Linked DNA regions of Ovis aries: region 1 is linked to region 2. A link is a contact called in public Hi-C data. All regions are on one chromosome and are shown on one strand. The core of a region is the stretch at or near the end of the contact, and the rest is flanking DNA. Distances in the headings are between cores, read along the strand shown.

The links. Hi-C and Micro-C count contacts between places; a contact is called where the count stands out from the background.
Region 1: a Hi-C map of mesenteric adipose tissue shows a contact between it and region 2, with 2.5 times the contacts expected there. The contact joins two enhancer-like sites. A contact is called at or near these places in 4 of 16 Hi-C or Micro-C datasets (hypothalamus, mesenteric adipose tissue, omental adipose tissue and 1 more).

The regions. Positions count from the first base shown.
Region 1 is chr9:21,038,130-21,042,144 of ARS-UI_Ramb_v3.0, reverse strand. It overlaps ST3GAL1 (ST3 beta-galactoside alpha-2,3-sialyltransferase 1), which reads right to left. Exons shown (of 9, transcript XM_060419995.1): 5 at 3,417-3,613; 6 at 2,263-2,442; 7 at 1,078-1,123. Among named protein-coding and RNA genes, the nearest start is that of ST3GAL1, 80 kb to the right of the region's middle. Within about 2 kb of position 1,659, at least 21 of the 54 cell types and tissues checked have an H3K27ac peak or open chromatin away from gene starts, as enhancers often do.
Region 2 is chr9:20,985,664-20,989,384 of ARS-UI_Ramb_v3.0, reverse strand. The region is part of intron 2 of ST3GAL1 (ST3 beta-galactoside alpha-2,3-sialyltransferase 1); the gene reads right to left. Among named protein-coding and RNA genes, the nearest start is that of ST3GAL1, 27 kb to the right of the region's middle. Within about 2 kb of position 2,299, at least 25 of the 54 cell types and tissues checked have an H3K27ac peak or open chromatin away from gene starts, as enhancers often do.

The DNA.
Region 1 (4,015 bases), core at 410-2,909, 53 kb before region 2:
GGAGGAGAAGGGGATGACGGAAGATGAGATGGTTGGATGGCATCACCAACTCAATAGACATGAGTTTGAGCAAGCTTGGGGAGTTGGTGATGGACAGGGAAGCCTGGAGTGCTACAGTCCATGGGGGTCGCAGAGGACTCACACTCACACGACTGAGTGACTGAGCTGAACTGAACCTAAATCACGGATGCACAGAGGATGCTGGAATAGAGGATGAGACCACAGAGAGAAAGAAAGCAGAGAAAGGTGAGGAAGGAATGGGTGAGAAGGCGGCATCTGAACAACAGTCAAGGAGGCCAGGAGCAGGACATGAGGCTGCAGGAGAAGGTTCCAAGGGAGCAGCATGGGCCTGGGACAAGGACACTGCTGGCACCCTGCAGGAAGACACCAAGCCACCTGTCTGGCCTGGCATGGGCCTGAATGACCTTCAGCCCCTAGAATGACCTCACATGCCAGCTGTCCCTCTCCTGTGTCACAGGTGGGGAAATCGAGGCTCAGAGACAATAAGTAACATGCTCAACGTCACATAGCCACCCCCGGGAGGACATCGGCACACAGCATCAGTGAACAAGCTGTGTGTCTCTGGGCAAGTTGCCTGGCCTCTCTGAACCTATCTCTTCATCTCCACGCAACACTTCACTTCCACCATCCCTTTGCCCTTTGCCCACATTTTACCCAACCCCACACCAGGGCCTACTGGGGAACACAGCGATACAGAGACAGGAGGTGAGGACTGGCTTTGAGATGCTCACACCATAGGGCAGTGGCTCTCAAACAGCGTCAGCATCCTTGGGGGGCTTGTAAAAACCCAGAGCTTCTGATTCAGCGGATCTGGGGCAGCCCAAGGATCTGCACTGGTGACAAGGGCTGGTCCAGGGTCCAGGTTTAAGGGAAACTTTCCAGGGCTCCTCTCTCTGCTCTCTAAGTGGGGGCCCACCCACTGCCGCCAACCCTGGGGGCCCAGGGGCTCTCTGCAGCCAGATGCGGGCAGAGTGGGGAGATGGCTCTCTCTGTCATCAGGCGGACCCTTGAAAGCGAGGCTGAGCTAGAGGGCAAGGCACCTGTGCTTTGACTCACCTTATTCTTTTTCACTTTGATCTTGGCGGGGACAGGAACGTAGGTACTGCAGGAGGAAAAGGCAGGTGCTTAGCATGGGGAGAGGGTCAGCTGCCTGGGCATCGGCTGGGGAGGAGAGGGCTGGAGATGCAGGTGGACCACGGGGAGGGGCGGGCGGGCCACCGGGAGAGGCGGGGGGCCACGGGGAGAGGCGGGCGGGCCACGGGGAGAAGCACTCTTCCACCAAGGGGCTCCACCTCCTGCAGTAGCCCATTATGGACACCAGAGGGCGATCGTGGCTAACTTGAGACCCTTCTGCGGAGGCCAAGCTGAGCCCTAGCTGATACAGCCCCTCCTCTGGCCAAGCCAGCTTCCCTCACTGCCCTGCACCCCGAATCCCTCGGGTTTCCTAACCAGGCCTCAGATAGGGAGGCTCTCAGCCATCTCGGCACTAAGCCCCTTTTCTTTTAGGCAGGAATGGGACCAAGTGCGAGCCTGGCCAAGCCTCCAGGTCTCCCTGGAGGACAGAGGTCATGAGGACTAGTGTGAGCTCAGCGAGACACGTGCCAAGCGGCCGGAACAAATCAGATGTGAACTAACTCGCCGATGGTCCAGGCAGGACCTGTGACTCACACCAGAGCCTACATGCTCCTCACCCAGTCTGCCTAGCAGCCGCTTTGACAGTGTGAGAGGCGGGGGGAGGGGGTGCTGTCATAATAGGGGAGCAGCACAGAGATGAGAAAGCTCAGCAGGGTCCACCTCCTGGGGGACTCGCAGGGTGATTGGGGAAGCAAGGGCAACCCACTCCAGTCTTCTTGCCTGGAGAATCCCCTGGACAGAGGAGCCTGGCGGGTTACAGACCACGGGGTCGCCGAGAGTAGGACACGACTGAGCAACTAACACTTTCACTTTTCACTTTGGGGAAGCAAACCCGAGAGGTCTATTGTGTTGTGGCTGGGGAGTCATGAGCAGGAGGAAGGCCAGAGCTCGGGGCATCGGGGTGATGGGAGGAGGGGTACGGGAAGAGCCGGAGGCAGCCTGGGAGCGGGGCTCTGCTGTCTAGGAGAGCCTGTCTCGGGAGGCAGGACAGCACGAGTGTGGCTGTAGCGGGTGGAGCCCCCACCACGGCAGGGGGCTCAGAGGCCCTCACTCAGCAAGGAGGAGCAGTGACCCCCTCCGCCGTGCAGACGCCTCAAGGGGACTTACTGGGAGATGGTGCCCGTGGTGGTGGCACTGATTACCCACTCCAGATCGACAGTCTTGAAGGGGACCAGGACCATGCTGACGTTCTCTGCCAGCTCCCTGAAGCTCTCCGGGTACACGAGGTGGTGGGTGGTCTTCCTCCCGACGTCGGCCTCAAACCCTGCAGTGGGGGCCTTGTTCATCCTGGGGGGAGAGGGGAGAGATGACAGGTATCATGTCACCATCAAAGGTGACTTAGAGGGTCAGCTTTAGCTCAGAGAGGCTGTGCTGTGTCTCACCTTCCTCATCTGTAGAATGGGCACAGGGAGGGCATAGGTCAGATGCTTTAGCTACTTTTTTCTCACGGATGATCTCAGGTGAGCCTAACCATCCCCACCACCAACAGCTGACTCTGTCCCGGTGCAGCGATGTACCTCATTGACCTTTAACGATAACTGGTATATGTATTTTATGGTCCTAATTTTATGGCCAAACTAATCTGAGCATAAAGAATTTATCCCAGAACATAAGAGCTACCCAGTGGCGGCCTTGAACTCAGGGCCTGTCAACCCTAAATCTGACTCTCTCCCCCTCACCACAGACATTCCCACTGGACACCAGTACACTGAGGCTCCCCGAGGCCAGGTGAGTGGTCTAAAGACATAAAGTCAGAGTCCACAGACATGGGGGACAGTTCTAGAAGGGGTCTGAGGATGGCTGCCTGAGTTTCTCATGCTGGGCACTGGTGCCCCGGGTCTGGCGCCTGGTGTTGGGGTGACGAGAAACCCAGGAGAGAGGTTGGCATCTTCCTGGAACATTCATTTTACTTGGAGACAGGGAAACCTATGTTTGCATTAGAAGCATAGGTTACATTATGGCCTGGATGGCCAAGCAGGGACGGACTGCAAAGATGAAACAAGAATCTCGTTAGTCTAGGCCTCCAGCCAGGCCGCTCCAGGCCGAGTTCCTGCCCACTGGGTGCTTCTCTCTGGGTTCAGAGAGGCCTTGCTGATTCATCCCCATCCTGCAATGCACATGGGGAAACTGAGGCCCTGGGGAAGTCTGGACTCCCCGACTGGAGTCCTGACCTCCTGACCCTGAGCCATGACGCCTGCTGCAGCTCCAGGGGCCCAGGTGGGGGCGGCGGGGTGGGCCAGGGGGCGAGGGCCCGCACTCACCTGAGCACAAAGTCGTGACTGTCTATCTGAGGCCCGTACCAGGACTCCCTCAGGTTGCCCGAGTTGCCCACGACGGCGCAGCGCCGGCAGCCCACGGAGCCCTTCTCCAGCAGGGGGTCCACGTCCCCGGGCACCACCTGGAACAGCTCCTTGATGGTGTCGTTCAGGTTATTAGGCTGCTTCTCCCGCTGGAGCTTCTGTGGGCAGAGGACGCGGGACGCAAGTCAGCCAGGCTGGACTCCGAGCTCCTCGGGGCTGGTGACCTGGCTCCTCCCGAGGCTCCTGGAGACAGAGCTCCACCTCCCCCACAGGAGCCACTCGGGGAGACAGGAAGGCCAGAGATCACTCATTCAGTCTACAAATGCTTCCTGAGCACCTGCTATGCTTGGTGGGTAAAGAATGTGCCTGAATGCAGGAGACCCAGGTTCAATCCCTGGGTCGGGAAGATCCCCTGGAGAAGGGCATGGCAACCCACTCCAGCAGTCTTGCCTGGAGAATCCCAAGGACAGAGGCTACAGTCCATAGAGTCACAAAGAGCGGACACAACTGAGCGAATGACACTTTCACTGTCATGAATGTGGTGCAGCTCCGGCCTCTTG
Region 2 (3,721 bases), core at 1,050-3,549:
CTAGCTCTGTTCTTTGACTGTTATACATATTCGATCATTTAATTCTCATAATGATCCTGAGAAGTAGGTCCTACTATACCATTTGATAGAGGCTGGAAGCGAGGCACAGGAGTTACCTATCCTGCCTAAGGTTGCCCAGCTGGGTGCAGGCGACCCTGGGAGGTGGCCTCCCCTCCCCTCTCAGCAGTCTGCTTGAAAAGCCAAGCTCTTAACCATGCACTTGTGCTCCGTCAATCATGTCCCAGGGCCGCCAGGGTGTCAATGAGCCCCTTCCAGGGTGTCCATGAGGGCAAAGCCATTTTCACGGCAAGACACCACTCGCTTTTTCATTCTCACTCTCTCAGGAACTGACTGTTGCCTCTGTTCCCCAGAGACAGGCAGCGTGGGATTCCAGCACGGACCGAGGCGACAGCAGACTGAGAGCCCAGCTGCTTTCCTCTGAGCCAGACATGGAGATTAGTAAGACGATGCTACTTTTCTCACTAAATTTCTGTTTCATTTGGGAAAGCAGCTGTTTTTCATTACACTTATATTATCAGGCGATAGACCTATTATTGCCAATTTTAAATAAAGCAATAAATATGTAAAGAATGTCTCCTTAAAAGACAGAAGACACAAAAGCTATTTGAGACCATCAGTAACATTTAAGACCCTGTAAAGAGGCCTTCAAAACCAACGGTTTAAGAACAGCTGCTATGCTACCAACTGCCCCTCGGGGTTTTTGAAGAGCACATCTTGGCATTTCCTGCCCAGCTCAGGACTGGCCATGTAGCAGGATGCACAGAATCCCGGGGCCCTACTTATAGAACATCAGAAGACCCTCCCCTCCAGCTGCTGTGACAGCAACATGCCTCTTCCTATGTGTAGGAGTGTGTGCTGCTACTGCTGCTAAGTCGCTTCAGTCGTGTCCAACTCTGTGCGACCCCATAGACGGCAGCCCACCAGGCTCCCCCGTCCCTGGGATTCTCCAGGAAAGAACACAGGAGTGGGTTGCCATTTCCTTCTCCAATGCATGAAAGTGAAAAGTGAAAGTGAAGTCGCTCAGTCGTGTCTGACTCTTAGCGACCCCATGGACTGCGGCCCACCAGGCTCCTCCGTCCATGGGATTTTCCAGGCAAGAGTGCTGGAGTGGGGTGCCATTGCCTTCTCCGAGGCGTGTGTGACAGTGTCTATTTGTGCGTGTGCATGGGGGGAGGGACACTGGACCCGGTTGAGAGCAGCAGGCCCACTCGCCCTCACAAGCTCTTAACTGTTGCCGCCGCCAGCCTTTGCATGGGTCCCGCTCCCAGTTCAGTGGGAATTGTTTTCCAGCTCCCGTCCCCTGGTCTATCTTCCTCCCTTTCTTCCACGACAAAGTCACAACTGATAATACGTGACAGGAGCAAACATTCTCAGGATCTCTGTCCTGGGAACTTAGCCCAAGGACGCAGTCCAAAAGAAATAAAATGCTAAAGCCACTAGATGTTCCGTGCAGTGTTGTCTACAGTGATGATGATGATGGCGACATACACTAACATACTTCATACAGAAATATGCTGCCATGGAGATGACTGAGTCAGTGGTACTGCCACCTGGCGGGTCATTACACAGCTGTACAGGGTGACAGCCGTCCAGGACAACTCCAGAAACACTCATCGAGTAACCCCTCCTTGACCTGGATACTGGGGGCTCAATGGGGAAGGAGATGGCCCCTGCCCTCAAGGAGGTTTCAGTTAAGTGACTGTCTACCTGCTGAGATTTCAAAGTACAGGGAACCAATTCCAAACATCTACCCACCTCCCTGTCCCAGAGACCTTCCCTTCAGTCCTTGTCCTTTTCTGACAGCCAATCCCCGGCACTGGGGATATTTTTAGTGCCTGTGACAAAGTGTTTATGAGAAGGCCATTGAGCCACAAGGCGGTGTGCCTCTTCCCTGCACAGTGCATGGGATATTTTGGCCAAGTGCATTTCAGACAGGCTGGCTCTGGGTCCCTCCCATGTCCTTCTTCCTCTTTCTCATGATCTAAATCTGAAAGGGCTGTGGTGTGCTGTGGTATCCTGGCAAGGCGTGCTTGCTTAATTTAGGCTGAGCATGTACATCTATAAATAGCAGGTGTTCTGAAGGCAGGCAGGCTGAGCTGTGAACAACAGAGATGGTGGACAGTCCCAACATTAAACAGCCAGAGCCTCTAGACGTGGGATTCCCCCATCTCCAGTTCTCCAAAAGCAGGAGGTGGAGCAAGTGTGGCAGGCTGAGTGAGCCCCAGAGGGTGTCCAAGGAGAAAGAAATGATCCCCAGGGGGGAGCAGGCCTGTGTCCAGCTCAGCAGAGAGGTCAGTGAGCTGGACATCATGTTGATCAAACCAACAGCCAGGGCTGACTCTGTGTGGCTGAGACAAGTGGACAAACCGTGCCCGCTTTCAGCTGCTCATGCTTGGCCCTGGAGATGCAGAGCTGCATTTGGCCCAGCTGACTTCTCAAGAAGTCCCTGCGAAGGATGAATCACACATTCCTGTTCCTCATTGAGCTCCTGGGCCAACAGGGAAAACAGACGCACACACGGGCCAGGCACCATAATGAGTGGAGTCAGCAGGATGAAAGTCAGACACGCACACACGGGTCCACACACACACGGGTCCACACACACACGGGATGTTTGGGGGAATGTACAGGACGCAGGGAGGAGAGATTCCCAGAAGTGGTGCTTGAATTGAGTTTTGAAGGGAAGATGATTGAAGCAGGAAGATAAAAAAAGGGCATTCTAGGTGGAGGGCAGAGCAGATAAACATCACATATTCCAAGTCCTGGAGACAATAAAGCTACTTCATTTAGTATGAATGCTATTTAGGGTAATGAGAACATAGGAAGCATCTGTATCTCTATCTGTATCTATAGCCGTGGTACTGTGTACCGTGTTTAGTCGCCCAGTCGTGTCCCACTCTTTACGACCCCACAGACTGTAGCCCTCCAGTCTCTTCCGTCTTTGGGATTTTCCAGGCGCGAATACTGGAGTGGGTTGCCATTCCATTCTCCAGGGGACCTTCCCGACCTAGGGACTGAACCTGCATCTCTTGCATCTTCCGCATTGGCAGGCGGATTCTTTATTTTACCTGGGTAGATGTAAATGCCTGACAATTAGCTCTTTTGATAGCAATGTAAGTGACTGACATTAAGCTTTTAATTGTTTAGACATCTATATTGTAAACACACTGCCACAGATACACAACTAGAGTCACGTGGCCCCACCCATGAAGTTCCTCTTTCTAGAAAGTCTGGGTGATCTAGATAACTGACCTTTCTGAGTGCCCTTGCTTTCCCAACCTACGCTTGCTTTAATTCCCTCTCTTTTGTTTCAGATTTGCCAATGAGGAGTGACCTTGCAAAACACTAGCCCCCACCCCTCACCACCAACCCTGGCCCCAGTAAAGGCAGAACCCCCGGTCTGTGCATGCCCCCCACCTCCCTGTGTGGCCCTGGGCATGCCATTTACCTCCAGAACTCATCAGCCAAAAACCTTGTTGGTTTTTGTTTTCCCTAAGTTCCCTGATGGCCATTGCTGAGGTGCATCTTGTAATCATAATAAGAACTACAAGGCCAGAGGGTAGTGATAAGGCTGAGGATGTTGGCAAAACACCAGGTCATGGTGGCCTTGTCTGTCCTCTGGTGGAATTTGGACTTGGTCCCTAGACCATAAGGGAAATGGTCAGAGACAGAAGGAAAGGCATAACTCAATGCCCTTCGG